2 separate regions of the Columba livia genome follow, and region 2 is linked to region 1. Evidence: chromatin contacts called from public Hi-C data. All regions are on one chromosome and are shown on one strand. Each heading gives the region's core, a stretch centred on a gene start, on an enhancer-like site or on the middle of the called end of the contact. The rest is flanking DNA. Distances are from core to core; before and after follow the strand shown.

Region 1 (3,999 bases), core at 975-3,474:
GTACGGATGGCCTGGTGGTATGTTCTAGCTTTCAAGAACTGGCCTGAAAATGGTAATTCAGTACGTCACGTGTTTCACATACCTGTAACAAGGCAATGGCTAGCCAGAGTGCTGCAGACACGCCAAATCTTAAAATGCGGCTGCAAGGAGCGATGTAGCTGTCGCTGCTTCTCGTAAGACTGGAAGAAGAATCCATCAAAGCCAGGTTTGAAAATCCCACCACCTGAAGAGATAAGAATGTCAACATAACAACATGAGGCAATTAATAGTATTAATTATTACCCTGTTGTTTCCCTTATAACAGGAAGAAGAAAAAAATCGGAAAAATGGACCTGGGAATATGAGCATGTTCACTGTGATAGAGCCCACTCGTGTGATCCAGTGTTATTAACAAGAAACGTAATTAAAATAATTAAACTGCATGCATGTGTTGACACAATTTCAGAACACATGCAGCTAAATCTCAGAACAGGCCAACATTGATTTTTACTGAAAAACTCCAAAGATTCTACTGTTAGACTGCAGAGATTATTTCTGTCAAATTTCAGCTCTTTGGTCCTATATATTCCAGTGTTAATTTTTTACTGTAGGGACTGTAAGAAAGAGATTTTTTTTGTTTTTATTAAACAGAAATATATTTACCTCTGTTGTCTTTATGACTGAATATATTTTAGGCAAACAATCTAGAAAAAAAATCCCAGATAAAGAAGATGAGAGAAACACTATGTCTTGAAACACCAAAGAGGTGAGAATTTTATGAAAATAATTCAGAACTGAAGCTGCACCATCACCATATTTGTGGTGGGTTAACCCTCACCACAGCAGGATGGGGAACAGGAAGAACAAAAGCAAGAAAACTTATTGGTCAAGATAAAGACAGTTTAATAAGCCAAGAAAAGGGAAGAAGGTGGTGAAAACAAAACAAAACAAAACAAACAACATGACAAGAGATGCAAAGGCAATTACTCCCTGCCAGAGGCAGACCAATGCCCAGCCAGCCACCAGAATAATCCCTCCCCTCCATTGCTCAGCATGATGGTATATGATATGGAATGGCCCTTTGGTCAGCAGGGACCATCTCTCCTGGTTGTGTTCTCCTCACAGCTTCTTGTGCACCCCAGCCCTCTCATGGAATCACAGAATGGTTATGGCTGGAAGGGACCTCTGGAGATCATCCTTGATGCTGTGCAAGCACTGTTCAGCCATAGCAAAACTGTCGGTGTGTTATCAGCCTTGTTCTGACCACAAATCCAAAGTATGGCATCCTATGGGCTGCTGTGAAGAAAATTAACTCCATCCCGGCCAGACCCAGCACAATAGTGGAAAGGTCAGTTTTGCGGTCAAAGTGCCATGTAGCCAACACTGCCACGGTGACCCAGTGCCAACCAGGGGCTGCTGCAGTGCCAGCCATGAGGCCCGAGGGCTGGGAGACTCCTTCTGCCACACTCTCCAACTTCCTCCAACTACTGCACTTCCTGACTTGTTTTCCACCACTGTAGAGTCTGTCATCACGATTAATGAGAACTGAACAGTCACTCCATCAAAACCGGTAAGCCAAGAAAGCAGGTTTGAGCAATACAGAAGTTCCTATCTGTAGGGAGGAGCTAACTGCTATATCTACCCTGAGCATTACACTTCTAGGGCAACTACATTCCAGACTCCAGCATGACAATGAAAGTTATAAAGATCAGCTGAAGTTTTCACAAATACCAATATTAACCTATTTAGGTATCGTTCATGACTTCCTCCACTATCAGTGGCAAGAAAATGATTTTTCAGAGGGAAATTCATAGCAGGAGTTATAGAGCAAGATGTTAATCACCCTCTACTAAGAGTAGCCTCTCCCTCCTAGTAATATCAGGAGCCTATGAAGAGTAACCTGAGCAAACTAATTAGTTGTAGGAATACTCATTCTTTTTTCTCCCATTCCTTCCTTAGAACATGACACAGAAGTTGTTCCTGCCCTGTATTTACCAACAGCAAAAATACTGATGTAGTGAATGAGAAAAGTTTTTTTGTTTTGTTTTGGTGTGGGTTTTTTTGTTTGTGGGTTTTTTTTCTGTATTTAATTTAAAAGAAAAATAGGAAATTCAAAACCAGAAACTAAAAAATGAATAAAAGTATCAAAAATATGTAAAAACCCCCTCATATAAATATCTATATACTACATGCTTCAGGAATACTTCCCAAAATAAAAGTACTTACCAAGAAACAAACCAAAATGTTTTGAAAAGCTGAAGCTGAAGTTCTCATATCTCCTTAAACTGTAACTGAAGGCATACTGCCTTGTGTTATGCCATCAGGAACAGAACTGGCACATTTCATTTCCTGCTTTATAAAAGGTCACTACAGCAAATTAGCAGGAAGGAAGTTCAGTTCAGATAAATATGAAACCAGAAATAAACCATGGCAAGAGGGAGCCAGCAGGCAAACAAAGAATTGAGTGTGTACATAGATTTATTAGTCTCTTAAGGAAACTCCCTACCTTAAAAAAACCAAACAGAACTAACAAAGTTCTCTAAGGTAATTAAGGGTTGTTTGTGTGGGTTTTATTTTAAGCCTTCCTTAATGAAACATTGCAAAATATTGCAATGACCTATACATACATCATACAAATACATTTTAAAATGTTAAAGTAATTATTTCACTAAGTTACACATTTTCAAGTGAACTTGAAGGTCATCCACTATTACCACAGAGCAAGCAAGAAACAAAAACCAGACCCTTACGTTACACTCTGGTTGTGAATCATAAAAAAGATAATAATAATAATAATAATAATAATAATAATAATAATAATAATAGTAGTAGTAGTAGTAGTAGTAGTAATAATACCTCCAGGAAAAAAAGAACTGCAAGCACTTGAAAGAGGTGATTTATCTTCCTCACTGTCTGAATTTCATTCCATTCATTTGCTATAAAATATGTCCTCCATATGCTCACAGGTGCCACGGCACTTTTAATAACACCTTCACCTTAAAAGAATGCATACAAAAAGCTCTGAAAGTTAATACTTGACAGTATTAATTTAATCAAATCTGTTTACACACACAAGCATAGTTTGAGTTACCTTCGACCGCTTTAAGAACTTTGCCCTTAGGTCTTTCCCAATCAATGAAGAAAATATCTATAGTAAGTTGTGAAACCAGCAATTGTAAGAATTGTAGAGCCTAAGAAAGAAAAAGGAGAAATGTAAACAGTAAGGATAGCAACAACAAACAGCCAAGGATGAAGAAACAGTAATTGCATGTCATTCATTAAACATAACTGATACACTTGACTATACCTGAGACTGCAACTTTATTACCAACTTTTGCTAATTTTTTTTTTAACTTAAAAGCTTGGAGTAATGGTAAATCACGTGAGGATGTGCAAAATAATAAAGAAAATATATAAAAGTAACACATTTATAAAAAAATGACTAAGTAGTTTCCCATGACATATTAACCCGTATTCTGAATTCCAATTCAATAAAATACCCAAAATTAGTAAAATACTTGTATGTCCCATGAAGACAGAATATTGGTATTTGAATTCTAGAAGTATGCTTGAACATGATTATTTTGATGTCTTCTTTTTAATCAGGAACTGACAGCCCTTACACTCCGCTTTAAAAGAAAGCACTTGCTTTCTTGATATAGTGTTATTTTATTTGGATTTCTTTGAACCTTAATCCTTGAAAGAATAATTTTCCATAGATCATCTTTCTTAGACATTTATTTCCCTATAGAGTCACCACAAAATAAATGTCTATGGAAAACTGATTTAATTCTTAGAATAATTATTTATATCTATACACTAATAAAATGAACTATACAAAATGTTTAAAAACAAGCCTACTGAAAATATGCAGAAGTGTACGTTGAAATGTCTTTCATGCCAGAAGAAAAAATATTTACCTTTAGACTGAAGGCACACGCTATGTATGTAACAAAATATTCTTCTTGAGATGGAAGTGGTAAAAGGACAGAGACAAACTGCTGAGCCTGTAATTGAGAA
Region 2 (3,999 bases), core at 632-3,131, 200 kb before region 1:
TACCTGGGAGAAGAGACCAACACCCTCCATGCTACAACCTCCTTTCAGGCAGTTGTAGACAGTGGTAAGGTCTCAACCTCCTTTTCTCCAGGCTGAGCAGCCCCAGTTCCCTCAGCTGCTCCTCATCAGACTTGTGCTTCAGACCCCTCACCAGCTTCATTGCCCTTCTCTGAACTCTCTCCAGTACCTCCATGTCGTTCTTGCAGTGATGAGCCCAAACCTGAACACAGTTTTTGAGGTGGGGCCTCACCGGTGCCGAGTACAGGGGGACAGTCCCTCCAGGGTACCTCAGCAGGCCTCACCCCACCTGCTGAGTCCCGTCCTCAGACCATCCGACTTCTGTCACGTCGTGCACCACCCTGCACAACACAGCTGTAGCTGCATGCTGGCAGAACACAGGTCTGTCAGGGAAGCCCTTTTATTGTTGGGCCTCCAAGGTAGTTTTATTTTGGCAGTTTTAAAATAAATAAAGTAAAAGCTGGTGCTGGACCAGCACGGAGCTCTCTGGAGCCCAGAGGAGATGAGCCCCCAGGCAGATACTGCTGTATGCATGAAGGTGATCTGGGCTCCAGTCATTGTTCTGGGAGAGATTTCTGGCAGATGGCCTCTTGAACAGAGTAATGTTACTCCAAGGTGAAGAAGCCCAAAGGGGTCTGTACAAACACACATTGCCAGTTCCAGCTGCAGAACGACTCCCTGTCTCTGCCCTGCCACGCCAAGCTGCCCCAGGTCTCTGGCAGTGGCAGCACATGGTGATGCTCAGTGGAAGGCTCCTCCAGCATCCACCCGGCCCACCAAATGTATGCTCCTCGTTAACCCTTCATGACTTTTGGGCGTGATGGAAGTATGCATGTGCTTCTTGGTTGTTGGGCTAAGACGATACTACCCAAATAACAGGTTTCACAAGGCATTACACGTGATGCAGATGGAAAATCTGAGTCTGAAATTTGGTGTATCCTGGAAACTTATATTTTGCACTGGAAGAATAGTTTGTAGAAAGTATAGGAAGCATGAATACAGACACTAAGTTATTATGCCATCTATGATTCTCCCACAGTAGTCTGCACCAGCCTGCAAAATGAGACTTGCCCACCCTGCTCACATAGTCATAGTATAATAATCAGTATTTTCATACAGAGTGCGGCTTGGGGACATGTGAATTTATTCACCTGTACTTGAGAAATGTCTACTAGGAAAACTCCCTGTGGTGCATTTACCCTGGCCTGACTGTTGACTGATAAGGTATAGCAAGGATTTCAAGTCTCTACAAGGTCATGTTGCCCCTTATCTTAACAACTGTGAAACGTTAGAGGATGGGGAAGGTGGCTGGTGCTGAAAGGCAAGTATCAGGTCCTAGCAGATGGCCTCAGGTGTGGCTTCTGGACTCACTGCCAGTCATGCTGTCTGTAAAGCACTAGGCAGATCATGCTGCCTGGTCACACCAGTCAGTTCTAGTCTCCTGCAGAAAGCAGGGGGGAAAGCGCTGTTGAAGCCATGGCTGTGATCTAGTGCAATGCTTGAAATACAAGGCGTTGATTAATGCACTTGGCTGCCTTTTCCACTTTTTGAAGGATGCAAGCATTCATCCACCAAGTGGTTGTTCTTATGGATCTATGCCAAAGAATAAGGCAAGTCTACCTAACAATAGATCTGGAAGAGCATCATCTTCAATGCAGCATGAAGAGCAGCAGAAACTACAGGTGTAAGTACTATGGCAAGCAGTGTATTTTTTCAACAAATGCTAAACAAATATTGCCAGTATTTGACATTTATTAGGACTACAGAATCAGGAAAAATCCATAGAGATATGTCCAAGGCAGCAAGCAGCAAGTGCAGTGCAAGCTAAACATCCCGGTGCTTCTGTAGGTGTGAGATGCCGACGGTTATGCAGTGAGGGTGAGCTCCACCTGAGCCCCGATGTGCCGTAGGGCACCGCAGTGAATGGCACCGATGTGAACCGAGTGCTCACCCTGCCAGGAGATCAGACCACAGGGACATGTGCTCTTAGTGAGTGATCTGTGTTCTTAGAACAGCTACTGCAGGACTCTGAATCACGCTGGGCAGGAAGGGTTGTCAACCAGCCCTCAGATTCAGCAATCAGCATTGTGTTCCTTGCCAGCTCTGAGCTGGGAGGAGGGGATTTCAGAGAAATTCTGTTACTTCTGGTATAGGGCATACTGCCAAAGAGATAAGAGTACTGCATGTTCTCGACTGAGACCAACCCTGGTTTTAAAAAGCAGAATGGGTGGTGTTTTATTTGTTTTTGTATGTTGCAGCAAAGGTTTTTGTTGGTGGTTTTTTTTTTTGTTTTTGTTTCTTTTTTTTTTTTTTCTGGTTTCATATGACCATTTTTGTTGATTCAGTTTTTATCAGTCCTGGCTCAGGGTTTTTTTTTGTGATTGAGATGGTGATCCCATATAATTATAATAGCAATCTGAATTATAACTCTATTCACTTACCGACAGACAAGGAACCGCATAACAAGCTTTGGGTGTCAAACAGGTTTGTATGGCAACTGCGGTAAATATGTTTTACATTCTGACGAGAGGTTGACATCAAGTCCGGTTAAGAGTCTGCCTTTTTCAGAGATCATGAAGTTCTTCGACTCATCATCTGGTGCAAAAAAGGTCACGAATAGTGACTGAATGATTTTGTAATGAAATAAACTCATGGGAATTTCTTAAAATACCAAATATGGAACAAGCATTGACAACTGCATGGGGTTACCACCAGGAATTTGCAGAGACACTCAAGCCCTTGCAGGCAAGTAACACAGAGAAGGAAAGTAGTGTTTTCACGTGCTTTCCATTGAATGAGAAGTTGACGTAAATCATGGTTGTTTATGTGTGGCTTAAATAAATGATGTGTTTGTGGCTAGACTATCTGGGAGGGCTATAAAGAACAATGAGGAAAACCACTTTTAGCTTCATAGAGTAACTGAAGGATAAGCTGAATCAAAATCTGGTTTTGACAAGGCTTTCTGTGCTATTACTTAGTACAAAAGCAAGGCTGCTTTTGGAGACATAGGTACCTAGAGGGCTTATAACATAGGACGCAGTGTTCCACTCGAGGGACAGTACATGTTCGCACAAGCAGCATGAGCCAGGAGCCGGATGAGTAATGCTGAACGCTGCAACTAACTTGTGGGTGTTCTGCTAGGAAGTTCCCTGGTTGGGTACATGGGTTGCTGCTGCCTTTCACCTGGCTTTTCATCAACATGTGGAAAACTAAGCTGATTTGAGGAAAATATGTCTGTCTAAAAGCATCTGTGGCCGTTGCTGCTTCCAGCCTCTCCTCCTCTTCTCTCTCATCCTGGGTGTCAGCCTGAGTTCTCCACGTGCTCCTTTGTTTGCTTAGTTTGATTTACACCCACTTGACAACACACGGTCTTCATTTTCCTCTGATGCATTTCATTCCAAATAGGCCAAGTGTCAGCCACTGTGACAAAAGCCCATGCCCCTGCAAGCTAGCTTTTTGGGTGTTTTCTGTCAATTAGCCACAGATCTTTTCCCTCTCCTCATTATGCTTGCCTTGGCCTGGGCTTTATTTTTCTAGAGTGTGATTTATGACATTTAACACTGAGCTCCCTCATGACCATTGACTTTTCAAGGTTCCTGCTGAAGGGATGGAGTTTGCCCAGCAATAGAAGTGCAGCCTGAAACCTCCTTCCTCCAGTTGGAATGTGTTGCTTTTGATGGGTTTTTCCTCGTGTCCTGTAGCTGGTTTGGACACACAGGTCTCTGCAGCCTCGTTGAGTCAACAGAGCTCTGTGCAGGAGTAAAGGTTTATCCGAAACCTTGCAGACTTGGGATCTGGATTAGATGCCCAAATCATTAAGTTGAGTAGATGAACCTTTGTGGGTTACTCATACTAATGTTGTATTTGATATATGCAGAAGGGGTCTGCAGTACTTCCTACCACTAAAGCTGGACAGAACTTCCTGCTGTACAGCACTTTTCTCATTTGTTTGTTAGCATTAAACTTTTCTGGTTTGGACTA

What was found. Hi-C and Micro-C count contacts between places; a contact is called where the count stands out from the background.
Region 2: a contact with region 1 is called in a Hi-C map of liver, with 2.6 times the contacts expected there. The contact joins two enhancer-like sites. A contact is called at or near these places in 2 of 2 Hi-C or Micro-C datasets (crop and liver).

Annotation. Positions count from the first base shown.
Region 1 is chr2:137,296,631-137,300,629 of bColLiv1.pat.W.v2, reverse strand. TMEM67 (transmembrane protein 67) reads right to left here. Exons shown (of 27, transcript XM_065053971.1): 17 at 3,900-3,986; 18 at 3,071-3,170; 19 at 2,836-2,975; 20 at 83-223. Among named protein-coding and RNA genes, the nearest start is that of TMEM67, 24 kb to the right of the region's middle. Within about 2 kb of position 2,224, at least 2 of the 3 cell types and tissues checked have an H3K27ac peak away from gene starts, as active enhancers do.
Region 2 is chr2:137,493,868-137,497,866 of bColLiv1.pat.W.v2, reverse strand. No RefSeq gene overlaps it. Among named protein-coding and RNA genes, the nearest start is that of GEM, 24 kb to the right of the region's middle. Within about 2 kb of position 1,881, at least 1 of the 3 cell types and tissues checked has an H3K27ac peak away from gene starts, as active enhancers do.